Regions from separate parts of the Sus scrofa genome. Here all the other regions are linked to region 3. Evidence: chromatin contacts called from public Hi-C and HiChIP or PLAC-seq data. All regions are on one chromosome and are shown on one strand. The core of a region is the stretch at or near the end of the contact, and the rest is flanking DNA. Distances in the headings are between cores, read along the strand shown. Region 1 overlaps C6H16orf95. Region 2 has its middle 23 kb from the start of KLHDC4. Region 3 overlaps LOC106510444 (a long non-coding RNA gene).

Region 1 (4,206 bases), core at 1,373-3,872, 200 kb before region 3:
CCTGAATCCCTGTCTCAAGGTGTCATGAGGAACTGGGGGGTGGGGCAGGCAGTGGATGACCCGATACAAAGATTTGGGGCCTTGGCCATGGCCCCTGAAACCATGAGTTCCCTGTCTGACACCCCCTCTCATGAGATGTTGCTTCCCCACATTATCTGCTCTTCCCACCCTACAGGGGCATGGCAGGGTTGGGGCAAAGTGGTTGAGATTTGCTTTCCTTACCGAATGACCTATGAGGCACACTTCGTTCCCAAAGGTTTGAAATGTGCTTCTTTTCCTAGGAAAGAACAGGAAGGCTTAGAAAGTTCTGAGCTTTGTGTAAGTTGCAGGGAGGGAGCGCTAGCATGAGGACCTGAGCCAGCCTGACTCATATCATTAAACTCCAAGAGCGGAAGGGGTCATCATTCTCAGCCTAAGAGGGGGAAGGAGGTGCCAATAGAAACAGGTATGTGCACTCTCACGTGCTGAAGTCTGGGGGTTCCCGGATGTTGTGCTATCGTGGAATCCTGCATCCCCAAACCTACTTGCTTCAGGCACACTTCAGCTAATCCTGTGCTATGCCCTTTGGGAAAGACAGGAATATTCCAACCTGGTGAGAACTTTCCAAGACATGGAGCTGCTAACTGCAACACCTAGGATACTTTATCAGACATCCTGAGCTTACCTGGAATACTGAAGGAAAATACTGTCAAAACTGTACATCTAATGAAATTCCTTGCAGTATAAAAACCTGAGTGCCTTGTCTCTGGGATGACAACACAACACACACAGACAACACAGACTCTGTTACTCTAGTATCATGATAATCATTATTATTACTATCTTATTATGACAATAGCTTCAGGTCATTGAGCTCAACTCCTCCATCTGATCCTTGAAAACACAGAGGATGTGGGATATTGCTCTGCTCCCTAAGGGTCATGATAGCACTGCTGTTTCCCTGGGTGGGAAGAGGGGCCCACAACCCCAACCCAGTAAGTGAACCCAGCTCATCTCAGAGGATGGCTCAGAATGGTGTCATAACCCAAATCAGCCTAATGAAAGGCATTTTGGACTTGGTGTTGAAAACAATGGGAGAAGGAATGTCATTTTCTGTTGACACTGTAAGCCTCCAGAGGTCTTGGTGGTCATTTTCCCTCCAGGAGGGGAAGAAAGCAAAGCTGAAAGACTGAAACAGGAGTTTCCACCATGGCGCAGTGGGTTAAGAATCTGTCTGCAGTGGTTTGGGTCACTGCCATCAAGCAGGTTCAATCTCCAGCCCAAAGCAGTGGGTTAAAGGAAAGGATCTGGCTTGCCACGGCTGCAGCAGCTCAGATTCCACTCCTAGACCAGGAATTTCCATATACCATGGATGTCATGGGTGTGGCCATAAAAAGAAAATGAAAAAAAGATGGAGACAAACAGTCCTTGACCATAGTCCTTGAGAATCTGGATACATCCACGCCTGATGACTTACTCCTGACATGTTCACTTAGTGAAATAATTAATTGCTCCTTTGTGCTTACAAGTGTAAATGTGGTATCTGTCCTATCTACCTGACAGGTACAAGCTACTATGGGCTGGGGTGACTCAAGGGTCCTGGGGCTCCCCCAGGTCACTTGAGATTGCTAGGGCTTCCTCTCATGACTCAAGGTCAGGGCCCCTCAGGTGAACCTGGGGTCATGGGCCCCTCAGGTGACTGGGGGTCGGGGCCCCCTCAGGAGAAGTTGGGGTTGGGGTCCCTCTGGTGACTAGGGGTTGGGGCCCCTTCAGGTGAACTCGGGGTCAGGGCCCATTTAGGTGAACTCGGGGTCGTGGGCCCCTCAGGAGAACTCCGGGTAGGGGGCCCCCTCAGGTGAAGTTGGAGTTGGGGTCCCTCAGGTGACTGGGGGTTGGGGCCTCCTCAGGTGAACTCGGGGTCGGGGCCCCATTTAGGTGAACTCGGGGTCGGGGCCCCTCAGGTGAACTTGGGGTCGTGGGCCCCTCAGGTGACTGGGGGTCGGGGCCCCCTCAGGAGAAGTTGGGGTCGGGGCCCCCTCAGGTGAACTCGGGGTCGGGGGCCCCTCAGGAGAACTCCGGGTAGGGGGCCCCCTCAGGTGACTGGGGGTCGGGGCCCCTCAGGTGAACTTGGGGTCGTGGGCCCCTCAGGTGACTGGGGGTCGGGGCCCCCTCAGGTGAACTCGGGGTCGGGGGTCCCTCAGGTGACTGGAGCCGAGGCCCCGCAAGGGAGCCCGGGGTCTGGGTTCCCTCAGACGTGGCGGGGGGCCCAGCGTGCAGGACTGAGGGGACACTTGCCTGTCATGACGCGCTTGGGGTGACTGCGCGCTGACAGACCGAACGGACACCTGAAGGCTCCCGAAAGTGGCCGCTGCGGCTCTGCTTAGCGGCTGTCAGGGTGCTGACGAGGTTCATGAGGACAGCCGTGACGAAAGCTGGGGGCTGGCTCACGCGCGTCACTCCTCGCGCAGCCCTGCCTCCGCCCGCCCACGGGGCCTGCCGCGACCCCGAGGTCCCTCCTCTTCCGCCCTCCCGCCCCGCCGAGGCCCGGCCCTTCCGGCGACGGCCCTCTGATCCCACCGCTGATTGGGCCTTGACTAGCCAATAAGACGCTGCCTTCTAGACACGTGCACGCATCATCTGGCGGCCGATTGGACCCAAGCAGCACGGGGCTCGAGGTGGGCGGGGCGAGGTGAGACGAGGCGCCGCCGGGCCCTGGGGCGGGGCGAAGGTGGGACCGGACCCGTGTGGGCTCCTCTCCGTGGCGGCCCTGGCGTGGCTCTGGTGGGCGTTGCTCCGGAAGACCCCCTCCCACGAGTCAGAGAAACCCACGCACCGTTTCCACGGAAGGGCCTGCGGGGCCGTGGGGCGCCCCTGCCCGGGTCTCTGTCCCCTGGAAAGGAAGAAAGAGGTGGGACCTGCACCCCTGCGCCTTCAGGCGCCGGGGAGCATCTCTGTAGGAGTGTATCCCACGCAGGACCTGAAACATACTTGTATTTAAAGTGGTCGGTGGAGTTCCCCTAGTGGCTCAGCGGAAGTGAATCCCACTAGGAACTATGAGGTTTTTGCTTCGAGCCCTGGCCTCGCTCAGCGGGTTAGGGATCCCGCGTTGCCGTGAGCTGTGGTGTAGGCCGCCAGCTGTAGCTCTGATTGGACCCCTAGCCTGGTAACCTACATGTGCCGCGGGTGCGACCCTGAAAAGCAAAAAAAAAAAAAAAAAGTCCATTGTTTTTCTGACGTTCAGATTTAACCGGGCACCCCTAATGTCTCTTGACGAATTGGGCTGAAATTTTGACTTTAGAGAATGTGTATTTCTTGAGCAGCCTCTGGGGAGAAGCCCGTGGAATTCAGAACAGCCGACATCCAGAAGTGCCGGTGCCGCTTTGAACTCTCGGCCTGTTTTCTTCTGCTCTTTGGTCTCCGTTTTCTCCACCCTCGCACGTGTGCCTTCCCGGCAGTTTCGGAAAGTGGAGACAGGATGTTTGTTTTCACCTTTTAGTAAAATCAAATGCTTTCTGCTTCCCTGTGTTCTTTACCACAAGATCTGATTTGCATTTCAGTATCTTCATGCTAACTTTAATATTCTTGATTAATACCAGTATTTGCTCAAGTCATCATAAGCATCTTTAGCCCTGATGGGCCACACCTTCATTTGCTGCATGCTAGCCATGGGCAAACAGGATGCGCCCAGGCACTGCTGCATGCTAGCCATGGGCAAACAGGATGCGCCCAGGCACTGCTCAGGTTTCTTGGCTCCTTTATTAAACAGGTTTTAAGTTCATGACCTGTGAACAGGGCTGAGCTTCTAGCCAGCACCAATGCTGAATGGGCAGTGCTCTACCATATTAGCTGCTTATTACTTCAAACATCACCCTCCATACAGTGGTCTGTGTGTCACCATGGGTCCATTAATAGCTAATGACAAAATTATCCAGGAATCTCACCATTAGCCTAGTGTTTTATTCATGGCTGTCTCACCTCAGCCCACCATGGAGGGCCCTTGGCTTCTGTGCCATCTCCATTCTCCAGAGCCCAGTGGAACGTTGCTGTAGCATAGAAAACAGTGGAAGCTCTGGCCCTCACCACTGGTACACTGTCTTGTCATTCCATGTCAAGAGTAGCTCATCACCAACCCCATCCTCACCAAGAATGGCTAAAATTAGAAGGACTGACAGTTTATAAAGGATGTGGCAGCTAGAACCCTCAGATACTACTCACAAAAGGGATACT
Region 2 (4,225 bases), core at 128-2,627, 190 kb after region 3:
AGAGCCATCAGCCTGCTGGAACGAGAGCCCAGAATTCTTGGGTCCCTCCGGCTGTTTCATTCCTTGAGAATTAGCACAGAGGATGCTGCAGGTTTCAACAAACAAGGCTGGAGAGGGGAGTGGGGCCTGCGCTGAGCAGCCGAGGCTGTGGTCGTGGAGGGCCCAGGAGGTGCCAGCTGACCTGTGGGTCCTCCGTCCATGAGGCCACAAGCCGGCCATGCGTCAGCTTCAACTGTCCACTGTGTGGGATAATAAACGAGGCTTAGTGAAGATGCACAGATTCGCTGCCTGAAATGTGTTTCATATGCCCACCTCGAGCGACGGCCTGGGTGGGTGGCGGTGGGGCTTCTGATGGCAAACGCCCCCCCAACAACCACCTCTCGGAGGCAGAGGCTCAGATGGCATTGTTGGACCCTCCTCTGAGGAAAGCAAGCTGATTCTCTCTCCTTGGGGGTTCACTTTTGGCCTGTTTTTTTTTTTTTTTTTTGGTCTTTTTAGGGCCGCACCCGTAGCATATACGGGTTGCCAGGCTAGGGGTCGATTTGGAGCTACAGCTGCCGGCCTGCACCACAGCCACAGCAACGTGGGATCCAAGCTGCGTCTGCGACCTACACCACAGCTCATGGCAACGCTGGATCCTTAACCCACAGAGCGAGGCCAGGGATCAAACCCGCAACCTCATGGTTCCTAGTCGGATTCGTTTCCACTGAGCCACGATGGGAATTCCCACGTTTGGCCCCTTTGCTGGGCACCCCAGGGTCTCCAGGTCTCCAGAGGGTTCCTCCCTGGGGGGAGCAAATGAAAATAAACTCACATTAGCTTTTCCATTTTTCTTAACCCTGAGAAGACCCTTGCTTCTCTGGCCTTCTGTCTATTTGGCTGGTGCAGGCACTTTTCAGCCCCAGGCAAAATTATGCAACACTGTATTCCGGAGGTAATTGTATACCTCTCTGTAATTAAGAACCACGCCAGACAGTTTGAAGGTCCCTGGGACGCAGGGCAGGAACGGGAACTGTGCCGGGACTCAGCCGTGCTCGCCTCCAGGGCTTGGCTGTGCATCACCGCCCTCCTGGGCTCCCACACCCAGGAGGGACCAGCCACTTCCCGCTGCCAAGAGGCAGGCTGTCAGGGATTGTGTGGTCACAGGGCTCAGCCACGCTGCGGCACCCCGCCAACAGAACTCTCTGCTGCCAGCAGCCAAGGCCACACTCAGATCTGGGAGCGGAGGTCAAGGCGCAAGGTTGCCAGCTCACGGGAGGAGAGGCCCCGCAGGGAGGCGCAGCGTCTCCGTGCATGGTGCCGTCTTGTTACTGCTGAACCTCATTTGCTGAAGTGGCACAGTGAGTGTCCAGAGGCCGAGACTTGAGTCTCGATACAGGACACTGGCCCTTCTGTTCAGCCCCGGCTCAGGGCAAGAGCCCTTTGTGCGTCTGAATAGCTGGCCAGGAACTGGACGTCGCTCTGTGCCAAGTCTGGCGACAGGGCTGGCTTGGGCTCAGCGGCCTCTGCTGTGGCGCTTCATCTGCTTTACAAACATTTGGCGAATGTGGTTCGTGCATTCTGGGCTCACAGAGGCCTCGGCTCTCAGGGAACTCACAGCTGGCTCTCTGGGGGCACAGAGAGGACCAGGGCAATGCCAACACAGGTAGTTTTGGACAAGGTAAATGTGTGAGTGAATTAGGGCAGACAGGTAGGCAGGGGGCTGCTGTGCCCTGATGGGGGCCAGAGGGAGGGGCGGGACCACCCCTCGCAGGGCTGCAGGGATGGGGAGGGGAGATTCTGTTCTGAGCACTGTAGGAGCTGCAGGACGGGGGCAAGCTGGCCTGTGACATGAAGGCGCCCGCGATCTAAAAAGGGTACTCTCATCCCACCCCCCAAAAATAAAATACCTAGAAAGAAACCTGACCGAGGCGGTGAAAGACGTACATGCTGAGAACTATAAAATGTTCAGGAAGGAAATTAAAGAAGATTCAAAGAAGTGGAAAGCTATCCCACGCTCCTGCACCGAAGAGTCGGCATCGTGAAAGTGGACAGACTGCCCAAAGAGACCTACAGATTTGACGTGATCCTATCAAATTAGCCGTGATTGTTTTCACAGAACTAGAACAAAGAATCCAAACATTTATGTTAAAGACCCAGAATTGGAGTTCCCGTCGTGGCGCAGTGGTTAACGAATCCGACTAGGAACCATGAGGTTGAGGGTTTGGTCCCTGGCCTTGCTCAGTGGGTTAAGGATCCGGCGTTGCCGTGAGCTGTGGTGTAGGTTGCAGACGCGGCTCAGATCTCGAGTTGGCTCTGGCATAGGCTGGTGGCTACAGCTCTGATTAGACCCCTAGCCTGGGAACCTCCATATGCCACGGGAGCGGCCCAAGAAATGGCAAAAAGACCAAAAAAAAAAAAAAAAAAAAAAGACCCAGAATTGCCAAAGCAATCTTTGGGTGGGGGGGGAGCAGGAGGCATAACTCTCCCAGACTTCAGACAATATTACAAAGCTACAGTCATTGACAGTGTGGTATTGGGACAAAAACAGACATACAAACCAATGGAACAGAATAGACGGCACAGAAATAGACCCAGACACCGCCCCTCCATTAATCTTTGACAAAGGAGGCAAGAATATAAAATGAATATAAAACTCTCTTCAGCCAGTAGTGCTGAGAAAACTGGATGTCTGCAGTTTTCTCAATCAATGAAACTAGAACACACCCTCACACCACGCACAAAACAAACCCAAAACAGCTTAAAGACTTAAATGAGACAAGACACCATCAAACCCCTAGAAGAGAATCGAGGCAAAACCTCAGACATCAACGGTGCAAATATTTTCTTAGGTCAGTCTCCCAAGGCAATAGAAATAAAAGCAAAAATAAACCTATGGGACCTCATCAAACATACAAGTTTTTGCACAGCAAAGGAAACCTGTGGAATGGGAGAAAATAGTTGCATGTGATGCAGCCGACAAGGGGTTAATCTCGAGAATACGCAAACAACTCAAACCGATCAACAACAAAACAGCAAACAACCCAATCAAAAATGGACAGAAGACCTAAACAGACATTTCTCTAAAGAAGACATGCAAGTGGCCAACAGGCACACGAAGAAATGCTCAGCATTCCTAATTATTAGAGAAAGGCAAATCCAAACTTCTACGAGGTACCACCTCACACCGGTCAGAATGGCCATCATGAATAAGTCCACAGATAACAAATGCTGGGGAGGGTGCAGAGAAAAGGGAACCCTCCTGCACTGTTGGTGGGAATGTAAATTGGTACAACCACCATGGAAAACAGTATGGAGGTTCCTCAGAAAACTAAATGTAGAACGACCATATGACCCAGCAATCCCACTCCTGGGCGTCTATCCAAACAAAACTTTCATTCAAAAAGACACATGCACCCATATGTTCACTGCGGCACTATTCCCAATAGCTAAGACATGGAAACAACCTAAATGTGTATCGACAGATGACTGGATTAAGAAGTTGTGGTATACATACACAACAGAATACTACTCAGCCATCAAAAAGAACCAAATAATGCCATTTGCAGCCACATGGATGGAACTAGACTCTCATACTAAGTGAAGTAAGTCAAAAAGAGAAAAACAAATATCACATATTATTTATATATGGATTCTAATATATGGCACAAATGAACCTTTCCACAGAAAAGAAAAAAAACATGGACTTGGAGAACAGACTTGGGGTTGCCAAGGGGGAGGGAGAGGGAGTGGCGTGGACTGGGAATCTGGGGTTAATAGATGCAAACTATTGCCTTTGCAATGGACAAGCAATGAGATGCTGCTGTATAGCCCTGGGAACTATATCTAGTCACTTATGACGGAGCATGATAATGTGAGCAAAAGAATGTATATATATATGTGTGTGACTGGGTCACTTCGCTGTACAGTAGAAAATTGACAAAACACTGTGAACCAGCTATGATGAAAAAAGCAAAAATCAATAAAAAAGGAAATTAAAAAAAGAGGTGAATATATACACAATGGAATACTACTCAGCCATAAAAAAGGACAATATATTACCATTTACAGCAACATGGATGCAACTAGAGACTCTCTTAGCAAGTGAAGTCAGAAAGAGAATGACAAATATGATATCACTTATATGTAGAATCTAAAATATGGCACAAATCATCCTATCCATAAAACAAAAACAGACTCACAGCCATGCAGAGCAAACTCGTGGTTGCCAAGGGAGAGGGGAGGG
Region 3 (4,795 bases), core at 1,411-3,910:
GGGCGTTCCCTTCATGGCTCAGCAGTTAACGCACCTGACCAGAATCCATGAGGTTGCGGGTTCGATCCCTGGCCTCACTCAGTGGGTTAAGGATCCGGTGTTGCTGTGGTTGTGGTATAGGCCGGCGGCTACAGATCCAATTTGACTCCTAGCCTGGGGATCTCCATATGTTTTGTTTTGCTAAAAAGCAAAAACAAGACAAAACAGTGTGTGAATATATGTATATATGTGAATACATATATGTGTATATAATGAAAAAATATATATATATAAAATAGCAAGCACATATGTAGGTATGATTTTAAGTTTATGCATAACTAAACAAATTTATGTAGATTAAAAAAAAATCACCATCTGGCCAAGTGAGCGCCCGGGGTAAGGGTGACAACCCCTGGGCACTGGGGTTAAAGGGCATCTTTTTTGCTTCTCTCTTTTCATCACACTCTTTATTCTCTGATATTTTGCAATGAGTATGTACTGCTCTTACAACCAGAAAAATCGTGATTTTGCAATAAATACATAAATAACTGTTGCAAGGAAAAGCGGTGTTTACCAGGATTACGAAATAACCTGGACAGATACTTCCTGACACGCTGTGAAGTGGACAGGGCGCCAGGCTGCCCACGTGTGTGCCTGCAACCCCAGCAGACAGAGCGCCGGCCTGGGAGGGTGATGTCACAGCCCTCCGCCCTCGGGCAGCGTGGCAGAGGCTGCTCGACCCTTTCTCTGCTTTCAGGTTTTCTTTAGGATCCGTACAAAATTTAACCCCACACGGACTTTTAAAAGAGGGCAGGGGAGGGAGCTGGACTCCATCTCCAGACCAGAGAGGGGGTCAGGTCGGATCCAGAGCGGTCTGAAGGATGGGCCAGAGTCTGGATGGGGAGACTGAGGCCAGAGGGCCCCCCTGTGAACGGCAGCTGACACCCCTTCCTGGCCACCAGCGCTGCCCAGGGCCGTGTGTCGAGCAGGCCTGGCCCCCAGCGCCCACCTGCCCCGCGACGCCTGCCGAGTCCTGGAAGGGCTTCTCCGTGGTCAGCCTCCTTGCTGGCCAGGGCACCGTCCTTGCTGCTGGACGCCACCGCCCTGCCTTTGCTCCTTGCCTGAAACGCCCTCACTTCCCACTTTGCCGACAGCCTCAGGCCGAGCCCCACACCCCCAGCTCCCCGCCTCTGCCGGTTGCTCACAGCGGGCTGATGTCTCCGCTTCCTGCCAGCCAGCGCCCTCCCGTCCTGCCAAGACCTTAGGAACGCGGCTGGGGCGGGCGCTGACCGCCCTGGGAGACCCTGGGGCGGCTGTGGCCCTCGAGGCCCTCCCGAGGAGGGGGGCAGCGCACAGCTCTGGGTCAGCCTCACCTGGGTTCAAATCCTGACCCCCGCGGTTTACCAGCTGGGTGACCCTGAGCAGCCTCTCTAACCTTCGAACCCTCCGTTTCCTCATCGGCGACATGCACTTGGTCACGGAGCTTGAAGAGACATGTTCTGCCCTTGCTTGGTTGCATCCAGCACCTGTCCACCACCTGTCCATCCGCCTGTCCATCCGCCTGTCCATCCCTTCATCCATGCGCCCACCCGCCCGTCTATCCATCTTATTCTTTTTGTATTTCAGAGCATAAATATTTCTCCCTAAATACTTCAACTTGCGCAGCATTAGCAAGACTTGGATATTTCAGAAACTTAATTTTACTTCTGGATGTGCAGATGGCCAAGTCCTGCCTCCGTCTTGCCTCTCCCCACTTCCACCTGAAGCCACAGGCTGAGAGATCCTGATCCAGGGACCAGAGGACCCTCCTAATTCCCCCCAGACCCCTGGCCCCTGGCAGACCCTCTTCCCCAGGAAATCTGAGGATAGACAGGCGCTGGCGTCTTCGCTCCCTGGGTGCTCATGTCTCCCCACGGCTTCAGTGTGAGCTGAGTGCTGCTTTGCTGCTGGGGAGACATATGTGCGAATTCTTCCCTTCATGTCTTGCCAGCTCTGCTTCTCATGCAAAGCTCATTGGCTCGGAACAGCTGCTCTTAGAGGTAGTGAGCTCCCCGTCACTAGAGTTAAGCAAAGACCTGGTGAACTGCTCTGGAGGGTGTGGGAGGATGCCACAGAGAGGATTCAAATCCAGAACAGGGTGAGGCTGCGTCAGGGCCTCTCCACCTGGACACTGTTGCTGCTCTGGGCTGGATAACTGCTGGGGAGGGGGGACGCCCTGCGCTCTGCTGCATTTTGCAGCATCTCTGGTCTCTGTCCACTAGATGCCAGTAGCCCTCCCACCCGCCAAACGACAACTAAAAATGCCTCCGATCATTGTCAGAGGTCCCTAGTGGGAACTTGCCCCCAGCTGAGAACTCCTGGACAGGAGGAAGTTGAAGCTCCTTCCTTCCGTCTTGAAATTCCGTGGTTTATCCTGCTCCCAGGACATACCCCCCCCCCCAGTGCTGCATCCTTCTGTTGCTATGGAAACCGGGAATGATCTTGCCTCCTCAATTTCCCTTGCCCCCCCCCCCTTTTATGCCTTCTTTCAGCCAACAAACCCACAGTGCGAGCCCAGGGGACACTCCCGCAGGCAGCTCTTGGGTTCCCCTTCTGTCCGCAGGGAGCGACAGCAGCCTGACGTCCGAAGACAGATTGAGGGTTGAGTGAGAGGTGCTTGGCGAGGCACCAGCAAAGCGTGGCAGGCACAGGGCACAGCAGCTCTGGGAGCTGGGATGAATGCCGGCAGCAGCAAAGGGCGTGGCCAGGCCTCACTGCCCGGACAGGCAGGCTGAGGGCTCATGGCCGATCTGAACCTGCTGGAAGGCGGCTCAGCTGCAGGTGGAGGAGCTGTGGGTGCAGGAGCAGAGGCGGGTGGGTCTTGGCAGTATATTCCCAACACAGAACACTCGTCTGGCGTGGTCCTTGCCCCTGGAGGCAACAGCCCCCAAGGGATTTAAGCAGAAGTGTGGAGGGTGGGGAGTGGCGGTGGCAACATCTGTTGTGAGCAAGAAGGAGGCAGGAAAGAGGACTGGGAGGCAGGGGGAGGCAGTTAGAGCAGTCCAGAAACTAGATGGTGAGGGCTGGACCGATGGTGCTGGCCGGAGGAAGGGCTGGGTAGGTGCAGAGAGGGAAGCTCTTCCTAAGAAGAGTGGAGCCACGCCTCCTAGGGGTGGGACAGGCCTCCTGGGGAGGGACCAAGATCTCCTGGGGTGGAGCCAGACCTTGTGGGGGTGGGGGGAGGGTCAGACCTCCAGAGGTGGAGCCGGCCCTCTTGGGGGGACCAGGCCTCTGGGGTGGACCCAGACCTCCTGGGTGGACCCAGGCCTCCTGCAGGTGAGCCAGCCTCCTGCGGGTGGAGCCAGGCCTCCCAGGGGTGGACCCAGGCCTCCTGGGGTGGACCCAGACCTCCTGGGGTGGACCCAGGCCTCCTGCAGGTGGAGCCAGGCCTCCTGCGGGTGGAGCCAGGCCTCCAGGGGTGACCAGGCTCCTGGGTGCAGGCCTCTGGGTGGACCCAGACCTCCTGGGGTGGACCCAGGCCTCCTGCAGGTGGAGCCAGGCCTCCCAGGGGTGGAGCCAGGCTCTTGGGGTGAAGCCAGGCCTCCAGCGGTGAAGCCAGACCTCCTGAACCGGAGCAGGCCACCAGGGGTGGAGCCAGGCCTCTTGGGGCGGAGTCGGACCTCCTGGGGGTGGACAGGCCTCCTGGGGTGGAGCTAGGTCTTCTGAGGTGAAGCCAGAGCTCCTGCGGGTAGAGCCAGAGCTCCTGAGGGAAGCACCACACTTTCTAGAGGCAGTGCCCTGTACCCTAGGGCGGAGCCAGTGGAGGGGCGCCAGGCCTGGGGGCGGAGCCAGGTCATGGCCTGGCTGGAGAAGGCAGACACAAATGTGCCCGCCTTCATAGCCCTTTCGCTGCTCAGGCCTGCTTTTCACGGGGCTGCCTCTGTGTCTCCATCACAGTCTTAACCATCTGGCCAGCCAGCACTTAAGAGATCACGGCCCAAGCAAGTGCCTGGAGGGACTGGAGAAACAGCCTGGGCTCCATCCCTGGGCGTCTGGTGACGTCACCCCAAGTCTCTGCACCCAGTGAAGGATGCAGGCACGGCCCTGAGGGGCTGCGCCCCACCTGGGGGAGTCTGAGCTCCCGCACGGGGAGAATGCACGGAACAGCGTGGTCCCCGCTGCCTCTGGGTGGAATAGAACAACCTCTGATCGGGGAGCGTGTCTGTGCCTCCGTGTCTCTGGGAGACCTCGGGAGCCGGGGCAGCTGCTTGCCGCGGGGGGACCTGTCTGGAAGCCACAGAGCTCTCCCTCTCATCTGGAGAATGTGCACGGCCTCGGCTCCGCTCGGATCCCCCATGGAAGAAGGAAGCAGGCACGACATGGAGGGAGGAGGCTCAAGGCAGCGTGGGCTCCTCTGTTCCTGCCAGCAGAGGTGGGGCCATGCCAGGTGACAGGTGAGATGACAGATGGTGGCTGAGGGGAGTGACAGTCTGTGGGGTAACGAGCTAGCTCATCATCAGGCCGTATTTGTTGGTGGCGGAGAACCCAGCCGCTGTCCAGCCGACTCGGCCCAGGGAGCTGAGGTCCGGCCTGCGGTGCCTGCGCGAAGAGGCTCAGCCCTGTCTGTGTGCCGAGGGCCCTTTGTCACCTCTCCATAAGGAGCCAGCTTCCCAGCTCTGCCTCCTGAAGCTGACAGGCTTCAAACGCAGGTCCTGGGCTCCTCCACCTGCAGAGGAGGGGTCAGCGGGTCAGAGGGGCCCAGCAGCCTGCCTTTCGAGACCCACTCTGGGTGGTCCTGAGTCCCTGGCTTATTCCAGAGCCACACCCAGGCCCGGCT

Evidence for each region. A called contact is a pair of places that touch in the nucleus more often than the background predicts. HiChIP or PLAC-seq counts read pairs in DNA pulled down with a chosen protein or histone mark.
Region 1: a contact with region 3 is called in an H3K27ac HiChIP or PLAC-seq map of alveolar macrophages. The contact joins two enhancer-like sites. A contact is called at or near these places in 1 of 47 Hi-C or Micro-C datasets (liver) and 1 of 2 datasets of contacts at active chromatin or transcription factors (alveolar macrophages).
Region 2: a Hi-C map of liver shows a contact between it and region 3, with 10 times the contacts expected there. The contact joins two enhancer-like sites. A contact is called at or near these places in 1 of 47 Hi-C or Micro-C datasets (liver) and 1 of 2 datasets of contacts at active chromatin or transcription factors (alveolar macrophages).

Annotation. Positions count from the first base shown.
Region 1 is chr6:1,998,982-2,003,187 of Sscrofa11.1, reverse strand. It overlaps C6H16orf95, which reads right to left. Exons shown (of 7, transcript XM_013998133.2): 1 at 2,275-4,206; 2 at 223-277. Among named protein-coding and RNA genes, the nearest start is that of C6H16orf95, 4.6 kb to the right of the region's middle. Within about 2 kb of position 2,622, at least 63 of the 83 cell types and tissues checked have an H3K27ac peak or open chromatin away from gene starts, as enhancers often do. A contact at or near this core is called in alveolar macrophages and liver, where this site is marked.
Region 2 is chr6:1,602,238-1,606,462 of Sscrofa11.1, reverse strand. No RefSeq gene overlaps it. Among named protein-coding and RNA genes, the nearest start is that of KLHDC4, 23 kb to the left of the region's middle. Within about 2 kb of position 1,377, at least 23 of the 83 cell types and tissues checked have an H3K27ac peak or open chromatin away from gene starts, as enhancers often do. A contact at or near this core is called in liver, where this site is marked.
Region 3 is chr6:1,797,671-1,802,465 of Sscrofa11.1, reverse strand. The region is part of intron 2 of LOC106510444 (a long non-coding RNA gene); the gene reads left to right. Among named protein-coding and RNA genes, the nearest start is that of JPH3, 33 kb to the right of the region's middle. Within about 2 kb of position 2,660, at least 21 of the 83 cell types and tissues checked have an H3K27ac peak or open chromatin away from gene starts, as enhancers often do. A contact at or near this core is called in alveolar macrophages and liver, where this site is marked.